2 separate regions of the Mus musculus genome follow, and region 1 is linked to region 2. A link is a contact called in public Hi-C data. All regions are on one chromosome and are shown on one strand. Each heading gives the region's core, a stretch centred on a gene start, on an enhancer-like site or on the middle of the called end of the contact. The rest is flanking DNA. Distances are from core to core; before and after follow the strand shown.

What was found. A called contact is a pair of places that touch in the nucleus more often than the background predicts.
Region 1: a contact with region 2 is called in a Hi-C map of brain, with 13 times the contacts expected there. The contact joins the promoter of Trappc11 here to the promoter of Frg1 in region 2. A contact is called at or near these places in 1 of 39 promoter capture datasets (liver) and 1 of 484 Hi-C or Micro-C datasets (brain).

Annotation. Positions count from the first base shown.
Region 1 is chr8:47,531,769-47,536,986 of GRCm38.p6, reverse strand. Trappc11 (trafficking protein particle complex 11) reads left to right here and starts at 3,517. Exons shown (of 30, transcript NM_177240.3): 1 at 3,517-3,668. Rwdd4a (RWD domain containing 4A) reads right to left here and starts at 3,342. Exons shown (of 8, transcript NM_203507.3): 1 at 3,044-3,342. The coding sequence starts at 3,067.
Region 2 is chr8:41,413,878-41,418,910 of GRCm38.p6, reverse strand. It overlaps Frg1 (FSHD region gene 1), which reads left to right and starts at 1,793. Exons shown (of 9, transcript NM_013522.3): 1 at 1,793-2,011; 2 at 4,038-4,108. The coding sequence starts at 1,950. Gm50494 (a long non-coding RNA gene) reads right to left here and starts at 1,785. Exons shown (of 2, transcript XR_003947538.1): 1 at 1,662-1,785; 2 at 1,176-1,560.

The DNA.
Region 1 (5,218 bases), core at 2,268-4,767, 6.1 Mb before region 2:
CTGATCGAAAAACCAAAAAAAAAAAAAAAAAAAAAAAAAGGGTAGGTGTTGAGTGCTACTAACGAGTTTCACATTGTATCAGCTCACTTAATTCTCGAATAGACCCCGTGAAGAGCACATTACCATATTCCTTCTCTATACTGTAGAGGAAAGATTTAGGTTAAAGCAACTTGAAAATACTTGGAAATGAGAACTAGGAAGCACAACAATTTCCCACTTGAAAAGGAACATCAATTATACCGGTAATCATTTCCATAAAGTAATACAATGCTTATGTAGTACAGCTCAGTCCCAAGAAAGAATATCAGAAAGAAAATTGACAGGATCTATTCAAGATGATCGAGAGACTAGAAGAGAAGATGCTAATTAGTAACCCCTGCCCAGGCTTTGTTCTCAGAACACTGTGGTCCCACAAATGAGAAATCTCCATCACTGTGCGTGAGAGCTGAGTCTGGGAGAAACAAAGACAAGAGTATCTGTTTTAGTTTTCAAAAAGATTGACGTCATTAACTCTGCAGACTAAAGAGGGTGACCTTGATTTATTCTCCATGTACAATTTTCAGATTAGATCATAAAGAAACAGGGCAGGCGAGCTTAGAATCCTTAGGACTCTGCAAGCATTACATCACGATATAGCTCAACAATCCTTCTCAGCGGAACTCTGTACTTTAGAGAAGGTCGGCGGACTCAGTCTCTTTAGATCCCAGCAAGGATCCCTTTCCAGGACAGATCAGCACAAAAACAATGCAGAACAGCAACAACAAAGAAAAACACAGACATTCAAACTGGACTCGAGAATGTCACTTTGGCCATAATCTCTTTCCATATTCTAATTAATAACTTGGGCAGGAACAAAAAGAGATGACAGGTTGTTAAAATGGATGGATGGTAATCTGATAAGAAAATATAAGTCAAGCCGATGAAAGAATTAGGACAGCCCCCTCCAAAGTTCTTTTAAACCAAGTTATGATAATATTTAACAGGGTAAATATTAACATTATCACATTAGATATTGCATTTAACACCTAAATATATAAGTAGAGGATGTGGGATGAACTACTTTGTAGAAAGCACTAAGTGGATGTGGACAGACAGTAAATCAGAAGACAGTGTGATGCAACGGTTTCAGCAGAGGCAAATGGAGGGGATTCTGTCCTTATACTCAGTTCAGGACAGCACAGGAACTAAGATACATGAACAAAAGTGAACTGGAAACATATGATGTGTTTTTAGTTGTTTTGTTTTATTTTTCAAAGGCAGTATCTTCAAAACCGGGCAGGAAACTATCTTCAAAGATCCAGACACCTATCATGAGGAAGAATAAAACTTCGCTGCTGAAATCAAAGATTCCTGGACTCTACCACAGAAATTCTGACTCGTTAGGTCTGAGGTGGAGTCAGCAACCAGTGGTGATGGTGGCCCGGCAGTCAAATCCATTAAGTGTTACATTGTGCTTTGCTCGGAGAAAGAACTATTTTCAAACTGACACAGAATAATTTTATTGGTTGGGGCTGGAGAGATGGCTCAGGGGTTAAGAACGGAGAGACCTGGTTCAATTTCTAGCACTTATATGGTGGTTCCCAGCTGTCTAGAACACCAGTTCGGGTATCCAACATCCTCTTCCAGCCTCTTTGGGTACCAGACACCCGAGTGGTACACATACATATATGTAGGCAAAACACTCATATATGTTAAAAAAAAAAACTATTTTAAAAATTGTATTTATTTATGGGATACAATGCAGTTCTTTGGTAAGTGTCCCTGTTACAACTATCACCCCAAGTTTTCAACCACTTATTTGTCAATGAATCATTCGAAGCTCTTCTAGCTATTATGAAATGCACAGGGTACTGTAAAACGAGTCATTCACTGTGTAAAATGACATTAGACTTTCCTCTTCTCCATTTATGTCTGTAACCACTCACTAGTAGTCTCTAACCCTTCCTCTCTAGTCTCCCTCACCTGGATTTATTAATGCTTTGGATTCATTGAACTGGTAAGAATATTTTAGCAGGATATTCAGATACCAATTACCTTGTGAATGTGGGGTTCCTGTATGGAGTATTTGTAGTCTAGATTCTATTAACACCCACATTGTCAAATGTTAATTTTTAAGCAACATATTCAAAACAAACAACAAATTACTATGTATCTACTACTACACAAGGAGTCTACTGCTACATAAGATTTGTCTTCTTTGTTTGAGAAGGCATTTTTGGAACACCAGGCTAGTCTCAAACTCTGACATCAGCCTGCCTCTGCCACCCTAACACTGGGATTAAAGGCGTACACCACTACCGCCAGGTGGGATTTATCTTCTAATCCTTACTCTACCACGTTCACCAAGCTAGGGTGCTCTTTTTCCTTTTTCATCTGGACACATTACAGAGTTGGAAAGTTCAATGACAGGTGATTTATAGGACCTATTCCTTCCGACTTTGATATTTTGCAAAGCAAACAAACCACCACCACCAATAACAACAACAACAAAAACCAAAACACAAACTACAAAATTCTGATTGACATGAGGATGCTCAAAAATATTGTATATCCCTCAACAACAGACTGAGGAGTGACTTCACTGAGCATTATGGACAGAAACCGAAACACCAGGGTCATTCATTTTTCTGTAGAGATTTTACTTACTCGATCGACCCTTTCCACGAGACCACAAGTTTTCAAATTTAAAGGCGTTCAGATTTGAAGACAGAATAACTCGACACACAAGCGCTAAGCCACACAAGGGATTTAAGGACGGCCAAGTGCTCTAGGGTCGTGGACCAAGGACACTCATCTTACCAAGGAAATCTAGGAAGACCTAAATACAAAAATGACAAATGAGGGAAGCGGGAGGCTGAGTCTCACGTAACCCATTCGTGCTTGCTGGCCATAAGGTTGCCCAGTGCTATCTGGCAGGGGAACCACCAACGTGGGACATCCGGACAGGCGAAGAAGGTTCTCAGAGCAAAGGACACGTGCGAAGTCTGGGTGCTCCACGTCGTGACCTGCGCCGGGACAGGGGTGTCTAGTCCTGGGTTCTCACCTCTTGGTCCTCGTTGGCACCCATCGTGCCGGGCGCACGGCGTTCGCTACCGCGATGAACGGGCGGGCAGCGGGCGGGAGGCCGGGGCACCCCGTTTCCGCGCCTCGGTCTAGAGAAATCCTCCTCGCAGCCGTGGGTACGACCTCGTGCGCTCCAGATCCTCGGCAGCACCAAGCCACCGGCAGTCGATTGTGGGCCGGGAACCCAGGATCGCGTTATGTGTGATCGGGAACCGGGATCACGTTAAGGGACACCTAGACCTCTGACCAGTTACTGATGGGCGGTACCGAGGAAGCCCCGCCCCTTCTCACGATCGCGTCTCCTATTGGCTCCTTCTCTTTCCGCCCCCAACTCTTTCTCCTCTAGGAAATGGAACACCTTCCTAACAAGGAAACCCGTTCTATTCCAGGACTGGTGTGGAGTGCTGTCACTCAAGCCCAGGAAGTGCTTCCTGTGCCAGCGGAGGCGGGGAAAAGGAAGTGTCGCCTTCTGTCGCCCGGTCTGCGGCTGGGGCTGTTGCTTGTCGGTGGCCGCATTCCTAGACGCCCCTGCCTGGCTCTCTTGCCTCTTTCGGGGCTGACGGCGACTCGCCGCAGCTGCAGCGGGTCCAGGGCGTGCGGCCAGGGTGAGTTGGGCCCAGAGACCTTCCAGGCCAGGCTATCCCGGCTGGCTTGGTGGCCTGCGTTTCCCCTTGGCGTCCACCGATGCAATCTTGGCGTTTCTCCTTCCCCTGCAAAGAATTATTGCCAGAGAGGTGGGAGTGGTGGAGGAAAATAATGTCAGTTTCTAGGACTTTGAGGTTATTCTCCTTGCCCAGTGGCAGCTACTAGAGCCTAATGCTGAGATCCTAGGGACAGCCCTTTGGTTCTTCATTTGAGCGTTTTGCAATCGGATGTCTCTGAATCCTTGCTTGTTAGCCGGTGACTTGCATCCCAAACCACCTGTTTATTGATAGCCGTCTTCTTTAGTAGATACTCTGATTGGGTTAGCTTGTTTCTCTTCTATGATAGATTGCACTGACGAGGTGATCTGGTGCTGAGGACTTAACTTTGTACTTCTCCATGTTCCCTCTCTGTCAATGGTTTGCTTGGTTTCTCCATTATTTTCCGGGAAATCAGGAAGCGATTTCTTTCCTGTGTGTCACTGAAATCTATTCAGTCAACACTTGTCCTGTTCCGTTCCTTTTTAAATTTTCCTACAGCATAGTCAGGACCATTGCAAGTGTCCAAGCTTGTAAGGTAGAATAAAGCCGGGATTGCTGGTGTAGTTTTCATGACGTTGTTGGAAAAGATTTACACTGTCAGCTGTGAGAGCCAGTAACTAAGGGAAGGCTAGAGAGCACTTGAAATCTGCTAGTTTAACGGAGGGTGTGCAGTTCCTATAAAATACGCACAGGCTTGAAGACAATGCACAAATAGGTTTTTACAAGTTCATCGATAACTTATAATGATGTTTGGAAAATATTGTTGGCTAAAATAGAATATATCTAAAATCCCACATCTTTCTTTTTCTTTTGGGGGGGAGTTGGGAGGCTGTCTTTGATATCTCCATAGCCCTGGCTGGCCTGAAACTGCCCCCTGCCTCTGCCTCTCCAATGATGGGTTTTCAGGAGTGCTTTCTGAGCCAACTTCTCTTTTCCCTTCTAACATAACTGCTGGAAATTTTGACTTTTTTTTTCTTTGATTCATGCTGTATACCTCTCAGGTGGTGCTAATTTTAAAACTTTGCAAGTTTATTCTACTTCCCCTTATAGCCGGTCAATATTCAAGGGCCACAGCTATTTCTTTGGAGCCTCTAAGATCAAGGGAAAAGGCCCTTTCACATTCTCATCTAGACTGTTTGGTTTTAGGCAGATATGGTAGCCATATTATATTTTGACCACTTCTATTTTGCTCTTCATCTTACTCCCCAGAAGCTGTGGATTTCTTTGCCCTCATAGCACAACCCTCCCCAAAGGTCTTTTGAAGCAGTTCTGCAAGCTTATGGTGTAGATACATCATTTCTGGCAAGCTTTCCAACTCATGTTGCACTATCCATTGTTCCTTTAGCGTTTGAGTGTGAGGTAGCTAATTAGTAAAGGTGATTAGCGTTTCAGGTAGAAATAATCCACATTTTAGGGACCAGGTGGCATTTACACTAAAAGTTTCCCAGAGATTACCTTGTGGTGTGTATAAT
Region 2 (5,033 bases), core at 544-3,043:
TAACCCCAGCATCATTTATGGGATGGGCTAAACCTGAGGATGAGACAAGACCTATTTCACCAAGAAAAGCCAAAGATCCAGTTCCAGAAAAGATTAGTGCCTTGAGCTTTGGTCGCGCTCTCAGGTCATCTCCAGGTAAGGATGCTCTTTCAGAAGTTAGAAGACACCCAGCTCCCTTCTGGTGTTCTTGGGAAAAGCGTGGTCATTCCTGCTTGTGCAGTTTTCCAGGGCCTTACCCTAAACTGCATGCTCTGTTCCTATCACAAAGCCAGGTCCCCAGCACCAGAAAAGACAAGACAAAGATAAAGAGAGTTAAATCAGATACTTTTAAGCAATAATCATTGGCTGAGTTACAAATAACAGACCCTGTATTTATTTGCTGGATAGGGAGAAGTACTTGCAAAAGTGTTTCCTGTATGAGGTTGTGGGCAGTTTCTGTGCAAGGTTGGAGTTCAGGCAGTATCTTTGTGATAGTTTTGTCAAAAATATCTTCTATTTGCTAGATGTAATCGCCATCTCAGAGGCTTGCTGCTGAATAAACTCACCCTTTCCACTCCTTTCTAAATTCTGGCTGGCTGATTCAGCTAATCTATTCTGGCTTCAACTCCTCTCCAAGCTGACTGATTTTCATCTGGCTTCTCTCCGTGTCTCCTGAGTTGCTCTGCTTGCCCTCAAACTAACTCTGGTAATCTATTCTAATCTTCTGGCTTCTCATTCTCTGGCTTTAACTGCCTCTGCTGACCTTCACTGAACTGCAGGAGCTCATGAAGGAACTCACTCAACTCCACTGTACTGTACTCGCCACTCTGACTCCCCACTGACTGACAAGCGCTAAAGACTGAACTTGCCCCTGACCTGAATAGCTTCTCTCTCTTGTGCCACTCAGATGAGCGTTGAGCATATTCTGTCAAATCTCCCTCTGATTCACCACTTTGTTTGCCCCTCAATTAGACATCGTTGTTTAGGATTAAAGGTGTGTACTAAGTGTGTGTCTGGATTCCAGCCAGATCACACAGACCTAGAATATCTTTGCACGTCATCCCTTGCCAGAGCTGCCATCAATCATTCCTTCAAAAGTGTTTTATATTTGTCAAGTGTTGACAAAGCCATTCCATTTTTTGATTCTAACAGCATTCATGTTTCTTTCACAAAAACCAAAGATCACACAGAAGCTGTATCAGCGGTGCATTGTTTGTAATGGAAGGGAGTTATAACATTGCGGGGAAGATTGGAGGAGGCAAAAGGAATACGCACTTGGCTGGATCAAGACTACAGGGAAAGACAGTATTCGGTGTGGAGACCAAAGTCTCTTCAGCACTTGCGATAGAAACCAGTAGTTAGCAACTATACATTGTATCATTCCTCAATTGTTTCTTGTGTGTTACTCATACACAATACACGAGTAAAACATGTACAACACAACTAACAACTCTGGAGCCAGAGTCGTTGATAAAGTTGCCCGAAGCCAAGGCTGTGACCCACGCCTCCACAGAACACACATCTCGGTTTCTCTGTGCAGGCCCAGTCTGGCGGGTTGCCGGGTACTTGGTGCGATGTCCGCTGCAAAGAGAGTGGGCAGATAGATTTGATCCTTTCAACATCTGGCTCATCCAATCCAGGTATGGTCTTTACAACCTCGGCAGCAGGAAACTGTTGGATACCTTCGCTTCCACCAGGGGGCGTCTCTATAAGTTTTGCCTGGTTTGGGGGGGAAAAAAAACCGCGAACATCCGGGACTTCGCCGCAGGAACGCTGACGTGATTGGACCCTCCACGGCCGCCGTAGTGCATCGGAAGCAGTAAACAGGAAGCCGGAGAATCGTAGCCTTGGGTTGAAGAAGACCGAGAGTTCCTCGGGGACTCGCTCAGCTCCGGCCGTTAGAGCCACTTCCTCCTCCTCCCAGTCCTACGGAAGCTCTGCCAGAGGCTGCCACTTCAGCGAGCCGGGCCATGGCCGAATATTCCTATGTAAAGTCCACCAAACTCGTGCTCAAGGGCACTAAAGCCAAGAGGTGAGGCGGCGCTCGGGAGGGAGGCGCGGTTCTCAGTGCATCCATCCCCGGGGCTCAAGGGACGGGGTAGCCAAGCCACCCAGGACACTCAGACCTGCGTGGACAGCCTCCCCGACACTTCTTAGCTGACGCTGCGTGGCCGGGGATCCCCCGAAACGGAGAGACCAGGAGTCCTACTTTTGCCCCCCCCCCCAGGCCTCCCCCTGCCTGCCTTGATAACTTGCTTTAAGGAAAGTTTTTTTTTCCACCGGTCTTTCCTGCAAATGGAAAAAGCAAGCGGACAAACAAAAACGCCCTGATTCTCTGCAGTGTAATATGTAGGGGGCAGGCAAAGCTGCATCATAGTGTGAGTCGGGACCTTGAATTCGCACCGGTGATGGGTTGATGGTTCGTTTGCTGATTTATTAGACGCTGGTTCTTGTTCCTCGAGACTATAAAAAAGAGTTATGAGAACTGAATGAGACAGCCAACTCAGAATATAACAGCCAAGTGGAGGCATGTGGGTGTGATTTATAGTTAGCCCTATAGAGAAAGATATCTTGCCCGATCCTATTTCCGTCCTCTTGAAGGATCTAGCCAAAGTTGAACACTTTATTTCCTGTATCACCGCTGAAGCAGTTTCAACAGGTACTTGTCAGCGAGCTTCGTGCTGAATGAGCTCGGAGCTTTATCCTGACCGAATCTGAAACTGTTTAAAATTTAGAATTTGCTTCTGAAGATGTTGTCGATAAAATACAAAGAAGTTAAGACAGCAGTTATTAAAACCTATGTAGTGCTTTCCATGTTTCCATGATTGGTTCTTTGTTTTTTTGAGACAAGGTTTCTCTGTGTAGTCCTGGAACTTAACTCTGTAGACTAGGATAGCCATGAACTCAGACACTCACCTGCCTCACCTCCCCCACCCCACCAACCCCCAAGTGCTGGGATTAAAGGCTTGGGCTGCAACCACAGCAAGGCTCAGAATTTGTTGTAAGCACTCTGAATAATCACTTTTCCCCTAAGATCTCTCCTCGTGTTTCCATTTATGGAGCTGTAATTCATAAGCCATAAACTCCTTTTAAAGTGTACAGCTAGTGGGGTTTAGTATATTTACGAGTTCACCACTATTTAGTCAGTAAGCATTTTGCCACTCCAAAGGAGACTGTTTAACCAACCATTAAATAGTCACACCCTTCTGCCCGCCCTTCCAGCTTCTGTCGACTGCTTTCCAGCTATAAGGATTTACTTGTTATGAATATGTTATGCCTGTGGAATTAAATAGTACATAGCCTTCTATGTTTGGCTTCTTTCACTTAGGTTGCTGTTGAGACAGGATCTCCGTACGTAGCTCTGGTTGGCCTGGAACTCACAGAGATCCACCCGTGTGCTGGGGGCTGCTGCTGTGTGCTATACCTGGAACTCACAGAGATCCACCCGTTTGCTGGGGGCTGCTGCTGTGTGCTATACCTAGCTTCTTGCTCTTCGTTTTGAAGAGCAATCCATCCTGTGGGCTGTGTGTTTGTTCTGTTCTGTGACTGAATGATACTATTTTTATTATGTTCTTTCTTCATTTGATGAGTGTTTTCTGCTAATGACAATGATGCTATCAGTTTTCTGGTTTTTGTGGACATACTTTTTTCATTTCTCTTGGATATCTGCGCGCACACACACACACACACACATGTGTGTGTGTGTAGAATTACCTAGGGTGTTATTTTTGATAACTCAGTGTTTAGCTTTTTGAGAAATGCTTTACAACAAGGCTGTCTTTAGTTAAGGGTTCTATTACTCTGATAAAACAACTTGACCAAAGACATGGGGTAGGGAGAGGGGTTATTTCAGCTTACTTCTGCTTTGCAGTCTGTCGTCTGGGAAATGAGGGCAGAAGCAGCTTCTCGGTGTTTTAAACCAAACATCTGTAAATTGTAAAAGATCGTTTATCCGTAGGTCACTCATAGAGCTGGAATGACTCCTGAGTTCTCACCTTGTAGTTCTTAACACATAACAGTATGTCCAAGTCCATGCATACATCTTTTTTCCCCTTTAGTAAAAAGAAAAAGAGCAAAGATAAGAAGAGAAAACGGGAAGAAGACGAGGAGACCCAACTTGATATTGTGGGTAAGCCACCTCAGTTCTTTTTATTTTTTAATTTTTTTCTCTCTAGAACCTCTTTTATTAGGGCACTAATCCCATTTTGAGAGCTTGACCATCACAAACGAATCTCCTCTCAGTGTTGTGACCGCTGCCGAGCTCCAGAGCATTGGTGACAAGGTTTCAGCATGTAAAATTTGGAGATGATACGAACATCCAGACTATGGCATGACTGAGATTTGAGGTTCCTATAATTCTCACTTGCCTTACAATATTCTTAGAATTTATCCAAACGTTAACAAAGTCTAGAAATCCATCCTAGCTCGAAGCTGCACTGTCGTTTATTGTATGAAATGTTAGCATCTCTTATTGTTCCACTTGAAGTGTTTTCTGAGTCAGAACTGATGGTCTGCTTGTCAGGTCACCAGATAAGACTTTTCTTCCTCACCGTAGGAACCCCACAGTGGGCCAGAGACTCCATTGAGACTGATCCCCAACTTTAAAGGCCTGTCAGACAAAAGTACTGTCATCTGCACATCATTTTCTTTGGAAGCACATAAACTGTGGTGACGAGTCTGCAATTTCTTTGTTTCCAAAGGAAGTATAATGTAGCAAATTAATTATCACATACCCTGAAATGAATGAGAATCCTAAACACAACAGAACATCAAGGCCCCTATAAGTGGTTCTAGAAGCACTTGCAAATCCATAGCCAATACCTTCTGTTTTCCTGCCCTATGTGTACCTATACTTTCAGTCAAATTTCTTGTTTATTAAAACTGGGCAAGCTAAATTTTGAAACTTTGGCCAAATAAAACCACAGGTAATAGTATGTGTGGCCGTGGCCAGGCCTGGCAGCCCGATGTGGGTCCCAGGGATAGAAGGAGAGAAGTGGCTTGCACAAGTTGTCCTCTGTCTGACTTGTACACACACTGACAGACAAACACATGGA